2 separate regions of the Gossypium hirsutum genome follow, and region 1 is linked to region 2. A link is a contact called in public Hi-C data. All regions are on one chromosome and are shown on one strand. The core of a region is the stretch at or near the end of the contact, and the rest is flanking DNA. Distances in the headings are between cores, read along the strand shown.

Region 1 (4,916 bases), core at 1,925-4,424, 330 kb after region 2:
TAGTTTTTGGCACTTCTATTACTTGCTCTTTGAATTTCTCTTGAGTGTGGTTTTATTGTGGTAGTTTTTTTTTTTTTTAGGTTCCATTACTTTCTCTTTGAACTCGACTGTGGTTTTATTGTGGTAGTTCTCTTTTTGTTTTTATAGGTTTAGAGAACCAAAACCTTGATTTTGTGATTTTCATTGTTGAAATATTATGGGCTGGTCAAGACTTGGAATGAAAATCCTAGAAATCTCGTCTGACTTTTAACAATTTAAGGCTGAAGTGTGATGATTTTTACCGATGGTCTAACCTTAAGTTTCTGCAACCTAAAATACAGGTAACTGATTTTCTTCTCCTCACCGGATTTCTCACTACTAATCAAGTGGCCAACGCACACAGGTGTTGGAAACTTTAATGTTTTGTTTAGTTTCTGAAAATATTTCTTATTTTTGTTTTCTATTTTCATTTTTAAAAGATAATTTTCATTTTCTATATTTTGAAAGTTGAAGAACACATTTGATAAATAATAATAAAAATTTGTTCTCAATAATGAACAAATAAAAACACATTTGGTACCTATTTTCCAATAATAGAAACATAAGACATAAAATAAAAGCATTCGAATCAGGGTAATATATTTGATATTTAAAAACTATTAGCAAAAAATATTTTTACATTTATATGAGTTTGATCTAGGATCAACTCATTTAAATTTAAAAATTCTTGTTTTCAACAATTTCAATTTGACTTTTACAAAGCATTTTTAGTAAAAGTAATGAACACAACTTTTTATTATTTTCTAATTTTCAACTACTTTTATTTTTATTTTTTAATAATCATTTTTAAAATTTTCAACAAAACAAGCTTTCTTTAATATTTTTCATTTTCCAAGAAAACAAAAATGATCTCTATTCCTTGTAACCAAATGGAGCCTAAAGTTACCAAAATATTCTCAAAAACTAAGCAAAAACCAGAACTCAAAAAAAAAAAAAAAACTCTATTTTTGTTGTGATTCTAGTTCTGACCTCTTTGTCTTCTGTGTCCCAAGTACCAAGTAACCGAGACTCACCTACCTATTTATTGCAAAATTCCTAGAATCCTAAATTAAGTTAACCTGGAATTTTGATTCTAGCTTATTTATCCCAACTTTTTAATTCTAGCCTAATCAAAATAAAATTCAAACCAAGCTACATTATCTAAAAAAAAAATTCGTTCTTTTTATATGTTTTTTTCTTTTTTTTTATGACTTCTAAAAAACTAAATTAAAAATAAGCTAAAAATAAATAAGCTCAAACTAAAACAGCGAATGCAAAAGTCATTTTGTTAGCCAAGGGGACAGCAGAAAGAGGCAAGGACAGATACTCTCCTATCTTCTAAGTTTAGACAACAAGCTATTATGTCTCCACAAAATGTGCTACCTTTGGAGAACATTAAACAAGAGATTTCTTCCCATGTTAGACTATCTATTGAGTTTGCAAACCATGATTTCTTGGAAAACTCAATATTTTCTCAAGAAGTCAGGAGAATTACCAGACCGTAGACAAGTATAAGCTTCAGCAATCTGCAAAAAATGCACATCTTTAGGTTATATTTGTCACAACCGTAAATGCAGTTGGAACTATTTTTAAACTGCAGAATACAGGATTAAAGATATCCACACAATTATCGCATTCAGTGCTCCCAGATGAAAGAAATATTTCATATTCAGATACAATAAATGAAATAAACTAATTGGAAAAACTTAATATTAATACTGCATCGGTTACTCGTTTTCCAGTATGTTGGCTCTTGTCAAGAATGGCAACCTCCAGAAAACGTACCATAATTTAGAAAGTATATGGCTCAAAAGGCCAGTCTAGAATGATAAGTTTCTGTGAAGGTTAGGTAAATTATTCCAAATAAAAACTACCGTTTGTTAAGACTAAACCTAGTCTTTACCAGGTAAATTTCAGTTTATCTCCCAAATCCAAGGTTAGACTTAACATGTTCAGCAGTTAGAAATCCAAAAAACTCGTGAAAGAATATAAACGTACTGCCAGATCTGATTACTCACCAGAACATACTATTCTAAATCGCTGCTTGCACCATGACTTAACCAAAACATGATACAAACCCCCAAGCAATCTAGCTCCCTCCAAAGAATTCAAATAGCCAATCCAAGGTAGACTTAACATGTTCAGCAGTTAGAATCCAAAAAAACTCGTGAAAGAATATAAACGTACTGCCAGTCTGATTACTCACCAGAACATACTATTCTAAATCGCTGCTTACATGCAAAAAGAATCAAGAAAGACTCCCCAAGTATATTTTAGATAGAGTGGAATTACTAACAGTCACAAAACTGCTCTAAGCTAATATCTCTCAAACCTAACATTGTAAAAATGCTTAGCTTGTTCAAATCAACCTCTAAAATGCTTAAGCTTGTCTCAACAAGCTTCAACAGTTCCTTTTCAGATCCCTAATGATCGCATCACTAGTAAGCCAGTACCCATATAACAACAATTCAAACCTGGCCCCGACGAAGATGTGCATTCCAATCAAAGAATATATTAGAAAACGGGTGAAAGTTTTAAAGGCACATCGATGCTTACCAACTTAAACTTAGACTCCGCCGAATGCTTTTCGTGAACTGGAAACAAGTCAGGATGCGATTCCCATACTTTCTTTCTATAAGCTGCTTTAATCTAAAATTCCAAATAAAAAACCATAAAAGAAATTAATAAAATATACAACTTCATAAACAAAGAAGAAAAAATCGAGAAATTTTGTTAGTCTAACTGATTTGAAGAAAGCAATCAAGGCCACAATCTCCAAAAGGAAAACAACTCGATTTATCAATTTCAATCCAAGTCAACAACCAAAAACAATGAGATTTAAAAAACCCCTAAAACAATCAAAGTTAAGAGCAAAATAAAATAAAATAAAAATGAAAAACTGAATGAAATTTGAAAAAGAAAGAAAAAAACCTGAGAAGGAGAAGGGCGAGAATTAGGGGGGAAGCCTAGCAGGAGTCTCGCTTCATCACCTTGCATTTCTGTGATTTAATTGGGCTGAGCTTTTCTTTGCTGGGCACTTAATTTTTTAATTAAGTGAAGCGTGGGCTTAATGCTAGTGCGTGTCAACAGGAAACTAATAGAGCGTGGCAAAGCGAAATCTACACTAGCGCGGCATTCGTAAGTGTTTTATTTAAACAAACTTTTTATCCCGTCCCATGCAAGATTATTTATATGTTTTAAAAAATTGTTAAATATATTTTAAAAAAAATACATCTTAAAATTATTTGTCAAATTATTAACTATTATTTTATCTATAATGAAAAATAATATAGATATTATTTATATTATAAATGTATATCAAATAATAAAAAGAAATCAATTAAAAAAGTATTATGCAAATAAATAAATTTGTAAGTTTTAATAAAAGAAAGTAAAAGGCTAAATTACGTAAAAATATCAATTTAAAAAAAATAATTGAGTGATTAGACCGATTTCTGGTATACTTATCGGAATAGGTCAATTTTAGAGAGAGTGTGAGTGAAAACGCGTCCAGTTGGGCGTGCTTTCCTGCACAATCAACAGAAAACACGTCTAGCTGGACATTTTTTCACCTAACGGTAACCTCCACCAACAGCCATAAAAAACAACTAGTTTTATTTCTATATAAACTCGGATCCTTTCCTCATCTTTTCATTCAAATCCAATTATCTCAATTCTCTTAAGAATTTAGTTTTAGAATTTTAATTAAAATTCTCTCAAGTTCGTCTTGATTTAATTTTGTTTTTCGATTTTTATTCATTTTAATTCAATTTTGGAATGGCAAATACTCTTATTCGTTTCGATGACAACCACGTTTCCGCATTTCAATTGCAAATGGGAAGACAATATTTCTAATATTTCTAATTTTAAGTTTATTATTAAGTTGCTAAAAAGATTAAAATTTATTTGTTCTTTTTGTTTTTTTATAATCAAGTTGAAGATCGAATTTTGGAGACATATATACACAATCTATCTTTGAGGCCATCACGTATGATTGTCAGAAGATGCGGGATTTTTGCACGTGTCCCGTATGCTCGGGGGTGTAAATTGGACCCCATACTTATCAATGTGTTGGTGGAAGGATAGGGACCCGAGACACGCACATGTCATCTTCCATGCGGTGAGTGTACAATCACACTCGAGGACGTTCAATTACAACTCAGTTTATCGGTAGATGGGCCAGTCGTTACGAGATCAGTTGTCGTTGGCGATTGGAGCAGCATTTGCTAGCAACTATTAGGCAAGGTGCCGAACAAGTTTTTTAGTAGCTGGATAAAGATGAAATGGTTGCAAGAAGATTTCCAAAATCTCCACGAGAGTTCAAGTCCCCTTGAAAGAGAACAATACGCCTTAGCACACATCCTGAGGTTAATTGGAGTTGTTCTAATGCCCGGTAGATCTCAAACTGTAACATCCTCAAAACCCCCTTGGTCGTAAATAATATAAGATAAATTTTTAGTGAAATAAGGTATAAGATCAAAGAAAATGAAAGTTGGAAGATATCAAAAGAGAGTTAAATCAAGAATCATGACATAATGTATAATTGATTTCTCGATAAAATGAGAAAATGATATGAAGATGATAAAAGAGAAAATTGAAGAGTATTAAAAAATAATAATAATTAAGAAGTAGGTTTTAGTATATTGATTTAAAGTAAGGACTACATTGTAAATATGTGAAAAGTTTTTGGCTCAAGTGTAAATATTCAAAATTTAGGGGATCAAAGTGTAAAAAAATAAGAAAGTTGAAGGATCAAAAGTGAAAATAATTCAATTTACTATGATATGGAATTGACATGTAGGGACCAAATTGAATAGGTGAAGAATTATGAGGGACTAAATTGTAATTTTACCAAATTAAGTGATGATTTAAGGATGAAATTTTAAAAGATCATAAAG
Region 2 (4,331 bases), core at 159-2,658:
CACCAGAAGGTACCATTTATCTACTGTTTCCATATCCTCCACCAAAGCAAATGATGCTTCACATTCATCACAAGTTCTAGCTTGAAATATTTCTTTCGATAAACCTAATGAAAACAAATTCTATAATGGTATGGAGTTGAGAGAGCAAATTAACAAGCCAGTAAAAAAGACTCGGGCAACAGACAATAAGTATTTTCTTTGACTAAACCCCATTGATGTTCCATAATTCCATTGGTATTCTGGCCCTAGGCAACAGACAATAAGTGCTTGTTTTTCTCTGACTTCATTTTCAACATACCAGACTTGTGCAACTCGGCCATCTACTTAGCATATTTGCTCAGAGTTCCAGCCCCCTCAACATCATAATGCTGCTAAACCCCATAACATACATGGCACGTATAGCAAACAACGGCTTTGGTCAGAAATAGCAAGCATTCTAGTGCAATCGTTACACTTTACCATCGTTAAACATTCAAATAATACCCAACAAAGGTAGGAGATATAGATAAAATGATTCACGGTGCTTGGAAATATCCAAATTCACCAATCCACCGAGCCCAAAATAACATAAATAAAGCATATACAAAGGTCATCAGCCAAACAAAAACAAGTAGAAAAACCCATAATTCAATTCAAATTGGTAAGCAGAAGTCGAAAATCATATCTAAAGTATCATAACATTAGAAATAAATAAAAAAGGTCCAAATATTATGAATATGAATGCTACTCATACTGATAAAAATGAACTATTGATTCGGTTTTTTTTTACAGAAGGTGGAGCCGGACGCTACTCAGTCTCCACCAGCCTTCTGGTAAACGTAAGTGAGCCCACACTTACCACAATAGTGCCTATCAAAATGATTAGCCATGAAAGTCCCGGCCCCACACTCCGCATTAGGACACTCTTTCCTCAGCCTCTGAACCTTCCCGGACTCATCCACCTTGTAGAACTGGAGCACTGCGAGCTTGACCTTCTTCTTCTTGTGCTTGATCTTCTTGGGTTTGGTGTAGGTCTTCTTCTTCCTCTTCTTGGCGCCGCCCCTGAGACGGAGGACGAGGTGGAGAGTGGATTCCTTCTGGATGTTGTAGTCGGCTAAGGTGCGGCCGTCTTCGAGCTGCTTCCCGGCGAAGATAAGGCGCTGTTGGTCGGGTGGGATGCCCTCCTTGTCTTGGATCTTGGCCTTGACGTTGTCGATTGTATCGGAGGACTCAACCTCTAAGGTTATGGTCTTCCCCGTCAGGGTTTTGACGAAGATCTGCATCTTGATGTGGAGGTGACGATGCAGAGAATTGGGGCGGGGGGTCGGCTAGGGTTTCAAAATGGGAGATGACTGAGGATGTGAAATGTGGGATTAGGGTTTTGTTAGAGGGTTGGGATGTGAGATTGAAAGTACGTAATTGCCCCTGCTCTTTCTAGGGTTTTGGGCTTTTTGTGGACTACTAATTGACTCAATTTATCATGTGAAAATAATTCGGTAAGAAAACGTACATATAATGCTTGATATTGAGTCAAATTGATTCCACACAAAAAAATTTAAAATAATTTTTTTTTTAAAAAAACTCCCTTAAATTTCTAAAAATAATCTTAAATAACCCATACCCAAGTTATCTTTATCCAATACCAAATTTTAAGATCTTTTTAGAGTTTTACAAAATTTTATTTTTTAGACTTTCTTTTTGACATTTTGATCATTTTAAGGATTTCTTTAATATTTTTTTATAATTTTTAAATAAATTTCCGCATTTTATAATTTAAAATTTGAATATTTTAAAAATTATCAATTTTTTTTCCTTCGGAGTTTTTGATATATATTTTAAAATTTTATGAATTTTTCATCAAATTTAAAAAAATTCCTAAAAATAATTCTTAAAAGTAATTTTTATAATTTCAAAAAATAAATTGTGTTTTTAAATTTTATAAAGAAGCCTTAATTAAAAAATTTATCTCCTGATCTATACCCATTTTACTAAAGAGTACCTAAACTTTTTTTTATCAATTGTGATACTTAAACTAATGTGTCATATTCCATTTAACCCCAAATCTTAATGCCCACACCGGTTGTAAAAAGAAGAAAAATTTTTCCAATTAAGATCGTCACCTCACCATGTGTTACGGAAGAAAAGTCTAGTAGCAATCGAGCACCAGTCGAGCGTCACAAGTGTCTTTATAATTATGTTATTTTCAGTTATTTTAATTATTGTAAAAATGTTGCATCTTGAGTCTTTTCATTTTAAGAATAAGGTGCATTTTTTTAAATGGGTCGGTATAAAACGACTCGTTTTGATGGTCAGTAACTGTTTAAGTGAAACAACGCGGTTTGGAGAACACATGGACTAATAAGTGCCAAGTTGTTTTGAAGTCATTATTCTGACACCTTTAAGGCACCAATAAGGGAAAATAGGGTGATTAAGCAATTTCATTAACAGAATTCTCAGTCTCTTTCTCTCTAATTCTCTCACTCTTTCTCTTTGTTTCTTTTGCAATTTTTCTATTATTTTCGTTACAATGTATCAGAGCCACTATTTCCTCATGGCTAATGAAGGCATCACCACCAAACTTCAAAAGGAAATAAGATAGATGCTACAGGAGCTATCTCAGTTGCAGTTAGAGGTTTCTCGAATTGACACCAAGATCGACTCGCATTTGAAGGACTTAATAAAAATATCAAAGGTGATATTCGTTCATAACTTCATTCATTCTTTGAATAGTATTTTGGCCAGTCACCATCAGCTAGTGCTATAGGAGCTAGGGTAGACAAGGGAAAATGCATTTTAGGAGGCCATCCTTCAGAGGCATTTAGCTCTAACTTCGATGTCAGACTCTCGAACATATGAACACATCTCCTCGAGTAGTTCAAATTGAGCCAACAAACAAACTTTTGAGGTTAGATTGTCCATGTTTTGATGGAGTAGACTTTAAAAGTTGGTGGGCTAAGCTTTAGCAGTTTTTTAAAGCTGAATGTGTGGGAGACCTAGCTAAGGTGAGATGGTGATGCTTCACTTAGATGGGAAGGCTTTGGATTGACATCGCTTCTTTGTGCAAAGATAATGGGGTTTGCATCACCTAACTTGGGAGACTTATGCTCGAGGATTACATGAAAGATTTTGATCTGACACCTGTATATCTCCCATGTTTGAGTTAGTTACCCTCAAATAGCAAGGCTCTGTGGATCTTTTCCATGATCACTTTGTAAGCTTATTAAGTTAGCTACAACTGCCAGAGATCTACGCCTTGAGTATTTTTATCAACAACCTGAAACCCAAGGTTGGTCAATATTTAAGGTTATTTAAACCTTAGAACTTGGTGGAGGGGTACTTATTGGCTAGAGAAGTGGAAGGCATATTGATGAAACTATATATAAAAAAAAAGAGTGTTGCTATAGGTAGTAGCATAGGATAGTTTAAACCATTGTTACCTAATACCAAGGTGCATCAATATTCAAGTGGGGTAGCAGGAATTGGAGAATAGTCTACTTATCTTGTGAGTTAAAGATCCCCTGTCAAATCTCTATCCCAAGTTGAAATGGATGAGAGGAGGAAAAAGGGACTTTGATTTTGGTGTGCTTCCAAATACACACCAGGCCACAAATGTGTCAAGTCACAGTTATTCCAATTGGTAATCAAGGCTCTACGAGATAGTGAAGGTGATATTAAGAATCTAACTATTGAAGAGTTCCAGGATTGTACGGAGCAGTTGGAACCAATGATCAAGACACATAACCTACTTCACCGATTTTGTCCTTACATGCTCTCCAAGGGTCTCAGCTTACATTTTCCAGGTTTAGATGATTTTTTTGGTAGACTCTTGAAGCACGCACAACTTCCTAGACTCTAGGGTGGCTAGGAGGTCGACTATTCTAGTAGAACAATCTACTCCACTAATTGTTATGGTAGCTAATGGGGTTAAACTCTATTGACAAGGACTTTGTCGAGATGTCTAATGGGAAGCACATGGCTCTAGCTTTAACACTGATTTTTTGATACTTCCGCCAATGTGCCAGGTGACACCAAAACAACTTTTTCCCCTTCCCCTGGCTTTTTCAACTCTCTTTTTTTGTTAGGCCATTTTTTTAAAATAATATTGGTGTCGCAAATGTGTCAGGCAACACCAGCATAATTTTTTTTTTGTATTTGTATAGTTTATGTTTTGTATTTACAAAATACTGGTATTTTTTTGGGTGTCGCCTGACCACTTAGCGACAACGGTTAAAAAATTATTTTTTACTTCATCGAGATTAACGACAGTACGAAAAAAATTTAGGGTGATGCCACTTGATGATGTGGCGGTACCTAAATTTACTGTAAAAAATGACCTATTCTTATAATTAATT

What was found. Hi-C and Micro-C count contacts between places; a contact is called where the count stands out from the background.
Region 1: a contact with region 2 is called in a Hi-C map of leaf, with 2.6 times the contacts expected there. The contact joins the promoter of LOC107954391 here to the promoter of LOC121219086 in region 2. A contact is called at or near these places in 2 of 34 Hi-C or Micro-C datasets (both in leaf).

Annotation. Positions count from the first base shown.
Region 1 is chrD07:21,383,730-21,388,645 of Gossypium_hirsutum_v2.1, forward strand. It overlaps LOC107954391 (dnaJ homolog subfamily B member 6), which reads right to left and starts at 3,175. Exons shown (of 6, transcript XM_016889934.2): 1 at 2,950-3,175; 2 at 2,575-2,667; 3 at 1,514-1,544. The coding sequence starts at 3,015.
Region 2 is chrD07:21,051,330-21,055,660 of Gossypium_hirsutum_v2.1, forward strand. LOC121219086 (ubiquitin-40S ribosomal protein S27a) reads right to left here and starts at 1,409. Exons shown (of 1, transcript XM_041096666.1): 1 at 612-1,409. The coding sequence starts at 1,262. The coding sequence ends at 792.